2 separate regions of the Anas platyrhynchos genome follow, and region 1 is linked to region 2. A link is a contact called in public Hi-C data. All regions are on one chromosome and are shown on one strand. Each heading gives the region's core, a stretch centred on a gene start, on an enhancer-like site or on the middle of the called end of the contact. The rest is flanking DNA. Distances are from core to core; before and after follow the strand shown. Region 1 overlaps NCK2 (NCK adaptor protein 2). Region 2 overlaps LOC113839965 (a long non-coding RNA gene).

Evidence for each region. A called contact is a pair of places that touch in the nucleus more often than the background predicts.
Region 1: a contact with region 2 is called in a Hi-C map of subcutaneous adipose tissue, with 4 times the contacts expected there. The contact joins two enhancer-like sites. A contact is called at or near these places in 3 of 8 Hi-C or Micro-C datasets (skeletal muscle, small yellow follicle and subcutaneous adipose tissue).

What each region holds. Positions count from the first base shown.
Region 1 is chr1:142,810,139-142,813,880 of IASCAAS_PekinDuck_T2T, reverse strand. It overlaps NCK2 (NCK adaptor protein 2), which reads right to left. Exons shown (of 5, transcript XM_027445279.3): 5 at 3,674-3,742. Among named protein-coding and RNA genes, the nearest start is that of ECRG4, 54 kb to the left of the region's middle. Within about 2 kb of position 1,565, at least 1 of the 8 cell types and tissues checked has an H3K27ac peak or open chromatin away from gene starts, as enhancers often do. A contact at or near this core is called in subcutaneous adipose tissue, where this site is marked.
Region 2 is chr1:142,677,851-142,681,477 of IASCAAS_PekinDuck_T2T, reverse strand. LOC113839965 (a long non-coding RNA gene) reads right to left here. Exons shown (of 3, transcript XR_011805892.1): 3 at 146-3,627. Among named protein-coding and RNA genes, the nearest start is that of NCK2, 48 kb to the left of the region's middle. Within about 2 kb of position 1,522, at least 4 of the 8 cell types and tissues checked have an H3K27ac peak or open chromatin away from gene starts, as enhancers often do. A contact at or near this core is called in subcutaneous adipose tissue, where this site is marked.

The sequences.
Region 1 (3,742 bases), core at 316-2,815, 130 kb before region 2:
AAACTGAATTCACTCAAGGAAATAGAAGAGAACATTTCTTACCTGTAACTTTTTCCTCATAACTGTGGACTCCCACTACTGAAGATAATCTGTCAATTTAAAGACCTTTTTTTCTTTTAAACCTCCCACTCCTAAACCACTTAGTATTACCACATAGGAAAGAAAAAGCAAAGAAAAACTTGTCTAATATGTGAACGGTTAAATGCCACTTCTCTTAGTCAGCTTCTGCATAGGAGCTTGGGTAGGTACCTCAAACAACAGAGGAGACAAAAATCTGTTTTATGAAAATAAAAAGAAGCATCAAGAAAACATGGAAGAGAAACTGGTGTTTTAAAACGTTAAAGCAGCAAAGGACCAGAAAATATAACCTCTATATAATATGGCTTAGGCTATAATCTTCCACATTAGGTCATTTCTGGTCCATAAACATTCTCTGTATTTATATATTATATCCAACTGCTGCAGATATGAATACCCAACTAAACCAGACAATAGCAGACAATCTTCCTTTCATCCCGAGACCCTTTATTCATGTGGTCCAGGTGATCTATAGTGCTACCAAGGCCTGTGCATCCTGCGCTCTTGGTGCTCTACACTTTTCCACTTAAAAACCAGCAGCACACTTTGTTAGGACTGAAGAGAAAGGAGTAGGAAGGCTCACAGTGCAATTTTCAAGAGCTGAGAGTTACTTCAGCAATTTATCTTTCACAGCTTATCAGGATGAATGTGTTAACAAGTTTCCATTTAAAAATGAGTCAGCCTACCCTCCTGGAGTAAGAACACAGAACTCATCAGATTCAGACTCCGGAGAGATTGCACAGGTTTCTCTTACTTCCAAATTACTGAACTGAACTTGTTTAAGACCAAGAAGAAACAAATGTCCTTCCAATTACTTAGCAGGTTTTGCCAAGCAAAATGCCAGACTTAATCCCAAAAGAAGCGTGGTCCCTTTTCTGGTTTTATTTATTTAGAATTTAGGCAAAACCTGGTCTTTTTTTTTTTAAGAAAAATTGTACAGTGGTTTTATAATGTTTCAGCTTTGATATACCAAAACTCATCATTTAAGTGTAGATCTCAATTTGCCCTTGGTGAAACCATTAAACCAGGCAGTGAGCTTTACAATACAGGAAAGCTACAATAAAGGCTTGGAAGGACAGCTGTAAACCTAAAATTCCAGACAAATTTGTAAGATAAATAAATCTGAGAAAACACTAAATAGAATTATTAAAGACCATGACTTTATAGTCCATTCATACAGTCCATATTCATGTTAATTACCCAACCACCTCTTCTCTCCCAAAAGGGAAGGCTAAGCAAACCCTTTGCTTTTACAGTACAGTGGGACCAAAGTCAGTTTACCTGGCATGCTCTTGGTTCCTCCTTCGCTTAATCCTTCAGTAATCTGCCTGCAACTGCTGTGTGACTACCTCAGAACTGAATCAGGTCAGCCGTGGCTATCTGGAACCGAACTGTGTCGTATTTTGCTGACACACCCTAAATCAGCTGAAAGCTGCAGAGCTGTCTTAAAACAGTTTCTGCTGTACTTCTCAGCCTTGTGGGCTGAGACTCAGCGGCGTGCTCCAGGCTCACGCTTCTTCCAGTTTGGAGCTGGCTGGAAACTGCCTGGCTTGGGGTCTAAGGAGAAGCTTGTGTGCATTCATCTGCAAAACAGGGTAAATCCTGAAACTCTCCCAGCTCTTTGGCCAAATACCACCATCGGTAACAGCAGCATGGCAGCGGAGGCACTTTGACAACCAGCACCAGCTCTGAGCTACACACACGGCTCCAAAATGGCCAGAAAACGGAAGCAAAACATCTCTTTGTCTTCCCTCCAAAAATAAAACAAAGCACTGGTGATAGCCAGGCCCTACTCCACACCCATCTGGAAACTTTGTGTATACACATACTTTTGTAAGACTCGACAGCATAAAAGCTTAGACCAAGGACTAAGATATTTAGCAAGAACAGTAACCACAGCATCCTTTAAATATAACATCCTTAGGAAAAGAGTGCTACAGAATTGAAGAGCAAGGATGTGCAAGTTCAGAGGTGACAGGATTTGACCATTTTTTTTGTCGTCAGAAATTATTTGAGCCTTTAATGAAAACTGCAGTTGAAGAAACTCAGGTAACCACAATTCCTATAATCTACCAAAACCAGGCCCTAAGTTTTGGCAAAGAGGCTTTAAGTAGTCAAAAACCAGGAGTGCAGTTTTGTCAAAAGATAAGAAAGGGAGGTAGAAAATGAGGGGGGAAAAAATCCACATCATACTACACCTTTATTAAGCTGTTACCACTGAAGATTTTTAATGCTTAAGGCCCAATCCAGCGAATGAGGTCAAAAAGGCAGCAAAACTTGCAGAAACCTATCTTAATTAGCAAAGACTGGGAACGACTGAAGACCTATTAATGAGCTCGCTGAATAGACAGCATGCTGATTAAATACAGCGTGGGCAAAAACAAGATGAAGCTTGTTTCAAAAAAAAATAATAATTCAAGCTAGTCGTTCACAGTGCTGGGTCATAAATTAACTAACTGCTTCCAAAACAAAATACTTCAACAATTTGCACCTCTATACACAGAAGCTCTTCACAAGGCACCAGGTGAAAAAAAACAAACAAAATTCAACAAGATTAAAAAACCCTCAAAGCATAAAGCATATGCTAAAAGCTTCACTTGGAAGTCTATTTGATTTAGTTCTAAGTTAGCAAGACTAGAAAGGAGTTAGGAACTACCAGAGCTTGTATAAAGAAGCTACAAAAAAAAAGTGGATTTTTTGTTTGTTTAAAAACCAACAACATAGCAAGTGTATAATTGACTTTCATAACATCACTGCCATGCTCAAGGTACACGCTTAGATTTACCTAAATAAAGAACTAGATGTTAGATAGCAAAAAAAACTACCTTCTCTGCAGAATTCACTTGTGAAGATTCAGAAGGAAGCCACTGTGCTGTCCTTCTGCAAGCAGACTGTAAACAACTTGCGCTTCTCCCCAGCTCCCCAAGGAAAGCTGCTCTGTTCCCAGAACATGGCCATAGGTAGTGCTTGCCAGAATAACACACGGCTGTTCTGGGCTGCCCTGAATCTCTGCTTTCCTTCACGAGGCTGGACCAAGCAGGAGTTTCAGTGTCCATTTTTTATAGTTAAGACACATACAGAAAACTACAGTTGTTAATTTGGATAATCTTACAGCAACAAGATTTCAAGAGCATTGGGTAAAATAATATGCATGTAGAACTTGACAAATTGTACCTGCCTGCCAGGGCTGAGCAAGAGGGTGATGGCACTCCCAGAGGTACCAGGGCAGCCTCCTGGCAATGGCATGGTTTGCACCACAGCAGACCGGTGTCTGCTCTGCCTATGCTGCAGCTGTGCACATAACATTACTGGCTGAAATATAAAATCTGTAAGGAACGTGTTTTAATCGAGAAAATGTACTAGAAAACATCTCCCTCTTGCAGTTTTCATTAAAGCTATGAACAGACTTGTCACAGAAAGAATGAGCATGGAGGTCATTAGACGCTGCCTTGTGTCAAACTGTACTCCACGGTGGCAATTTTTTTTGTTTTATGTCACACAAATTCCAAGAGAAACAAACTCAGACTTTACTCCAGTTCACCTTACTAAAGGAATATCGGGACTACCACCCAAGGATAAATGCAGTACTCCATCGTGACATAATACCTTTTTTATTACAATATCCAAAAAACTGAGTATGCAAGATTTAGGAGATCCTAAGATC
Region 2 (3,627 bases), core at 273-2,772:
CCGACATCTCACAAGGGAGAAGAGCAACAGTGGACAAAGTATTCAGCAGCCTCAGTCCTCACAAAAAAAAAAAAAAGGTTAACTGGACCTAGATTCTTACCACAATTAATTTCAATAATGGGGAGAAAAATCAGGATGAACGTGCAAAAGAAGAGATTAAACAGCATTTAGGTAAATAGAGGTGTTCATATTGGTAACACCCAGAGAAACACACACTGGAAAACTTGGAGGGCTAGCTGAAGCAATTTTCAAGTCTCTAACAATTATTTTCAAGACTTTATAGACGGCTGAGAGAAATGTAGAATGGCAAATACGGTGCATGTTTTTTAACAGGTTTGGAAGACTCCTAAAAACAAGAGTTCAGGGAATATAACTTCGATGCTTACAGCTAGTTAACTGAACACCACAGAAGCACCTAATGCATAATATGGTGATTGAAAACCAGAGATTGTGGAGTTATCGAAAGGAATGATGTAAACCCAATCTAATTCCAGTCTTTGAGAAAATAATTGGCCTAAGTGATAAAAAACTTGATTTGCTTTGATTTTCATACAGCTTTTCAGACTGCTCGTTATGGCATTCCCCTAAGCAAAAATGAAGATAGGTAGGACAAGATGCAGCATCAGATTTGTGGTTCATACAGAGAGATTTCTCTTTTTATTGTGGAGGTGTCCACACATAAGATAGCTTTCTATGTTTCCTTTGCAGTGACATTTAGGGCTCACTGCAGTTGCCCACATAAAAGTGTCTTGTGCCACCTGCATGTCTCCTGGCTGACCTTCAACTACCACTTCAAAGCCGGGTGGACCTCCCATACATCCTGCGTCCGACCTGTCAGCCTTGTAAGACTGCTGTGAGGGCATCATGGTACGAGTACTTCTGGGCAACCAGAGCAATTAGCCAATGCAGCCAAGGGAGCCTAGGGATGAATTTACCTGACCATGCCTGACCATGTTGTGCTTACTCAAGGATGAGCAAAATTGGTCTCCAGCCTCCACTGGCTGTGACAGATGTTTAGACACCTAGCTCATAGGTGGACTGAGAGAAAAACACTGAGGGAAAAACACATGCAGAGTTTTATTTATTTATTTATTTATTTGTCAAATTGGGATGCATTTCAAATAATATTCAGTGGAGATTTACCTTAGATTTGGTCTTGTTAGGCAATTTGCCAGATGGAACAGAAAATATTTTTCTGTTGTTCGTAAGTGACAGAAAGCTGGAAAATAATGTAGATACTTCTGAGGACAGGGATAACATTTAAAATGATCTTGACAGGCTGGGGAAGTAACTCAAGGCTTGTAAGGTCTCAGTAAATAGAAATGCAAAATTCTTCCTTTAGCCATTAGATTCAAATACAGAAATACACAATGGAGAGCTAACAGTAAGTCAGCAGTGCAGTGGAAAAGAATTTGGCAGTTGCTGTGATTCACAAACTAAAAATGTGTGTGTGATGTTGCTGCAGAAAAGGCAACTCCCATTCTTGGATCTTCTGGCAGGGATGTCATGTGCAAGGCATCGGAACTATTTAACATGCTCTGATTCATAATGATAAGGCCTCGGCTAGGGTGTTCCTCTGGCCAGGGCTGATAACCACACTTTAAAGACAGATAATGACAAGCTGCAGAGAGGCCTAAGGAGAAAATGAAATATGATAGGAGAGTTATATTACTTGTGCATAAATTCAGGGATTTTGCTGTGCTTATTCTGGAGAAGATTGGAGGACAGGGGGTGAGGGAGGGCAGGAACCAGTCACCCAGCTCATCAAAGGTTATAATAAAAACGAGGAAGATCAGACTTCCTCTGTCTGCTAAGCGAAGAATGCAAGATAATTGGCCTGATTTGCATCAGCAAAGGTGTAGCTAAATCCTAGAACCTGCAGAAACTGCTGAGCTTCTTTTATGTTAGATTTTTAGGAACAGGTTCAAAAAAAGGGGAAGCTGTCAGGTGTAGTGATGGGACTCAGTAGGTCAGGTAGACTGTTGGACCTGATGATCTCGAAGGTTATCAGAAAGAAAGAAAAATAAAGAAAATAAAAACAGCTGCTTTATGGCAGCAGAAGATGGACTTGTGCCTATCTGCACACCAACAGCCCCCTAGAAAGAGGAAGGATGAAATCCTAGTCGATGGGAATGGTTGAGAAGACCTTGAAGGAGGTGGCCGAGTGCTACATGAATCAAACCTGATTCCTGCAACAAGTGCTCCTTGGCACCTTCCCACCAAGGTCAGATAAAATGCATAATAATAGCTGGAGCTGACTCCAGCACCTGGTCCTCAGCGAGGCAAGTAAGGAGGAGCCCTGGTGGGGTGGCCTTTCTCTGCAGAAGGCATTCATTTCCCTGGTCCTATCACAACTCCACTACGGCACAAAGCTGGGTTTTGGGGGACCTGTTTTTTTTTATTTTCTTTTGTTTTGTTTTGTTTTGTGATTGCTGATCGAAGGCAATATGCAAACATTCTGCTCATTTTATCTTTCCTTTTGCTGTGAAGATGGAGTGATGCGAGTTTTATTACCGCACAACAGTTCTTTAGGAAGGTGGTTAATGAGCTGTCAGGATTTCTGTAATAAACTTCTCTTTCAGAGGGGTAAGTAATAACTCACTGCAAGATGAAGCACACTTTTAGTCATTGCTCAGAAATGTGTTTTACCAGTTCTGAAAAATAAACCTCATTTTATTCAAGAACCTTATGTCTCAGTAAAAACAGACTATGGAGTTTTCTCAGAGCAACTTGTTTTTCAAAATATGAATATAATTGCTCCTTTATACTTATATTGAAAGTACGTGTGTTGTAGAGCTGTAGAACCATAGAGGGAATTGGGACATTCTGCCTCATTAGTGTCATTCTTTCTTTGTCTAATGCTATTTCCCTCTCCTCAAGTGTATCCCTCGCAGGAGATGACTAATCCTGGCCACCAGTAAATGACAGTGCGCAGAACTCCAGCCAGGACATGGCTCTGCTTTACAGCAGAGCCAGGTACTTTCTCTGCCACACAGTTGCTTGGCTTGACACTTCCTGAATTTAAAAAAATACAAATAAAATAATACCATTTTGTTTTACCAACCTTGACCCTTTCTTTCCCAACATATGTTGCCTGCTAGAGTGGTCAAAGGGGCAGGGAGAGGAGATTGTGTTATGTCATGAGTAATTTGTCTGATAAGGCACATTGCCTGTTGCAAACAATCTGCATGCAGTTTGCAGTCCTTGACTTTAATAATTGTTTAAAGGTTTATGGTGTAGGATACCTGAGCCGATTTTCACCCTGGGTTTTCTGCAGCCGTCCCAGTTTTGCAGTCTTACAGCTGATCAATGAGATCAAGTGGTCTTGTTTCTTGTTTGTGAGCTGATACAGGCTTTATGGCTGGGAAAATTCCCTCTCTTCATTGCTCAGATGCTTTTTTAGCGTTCCAGAAATGTGCTTGCAAATAGTAAAAGCACAATTTCAGGCAAGTGCCTTTTTTGAATATGCACACAGGTTTTGATGGGGCTTTTCGGTTCTGCACACATTCTTGAAAAGCACGGGAAGTTTCCTACATTAGCATTCATGAATAATCAAACACAAAAGGACAACAAACGTCAACAAATCATTGTTATATTCAGCAAAGGGTGCAGAGCACATCTCCCTGC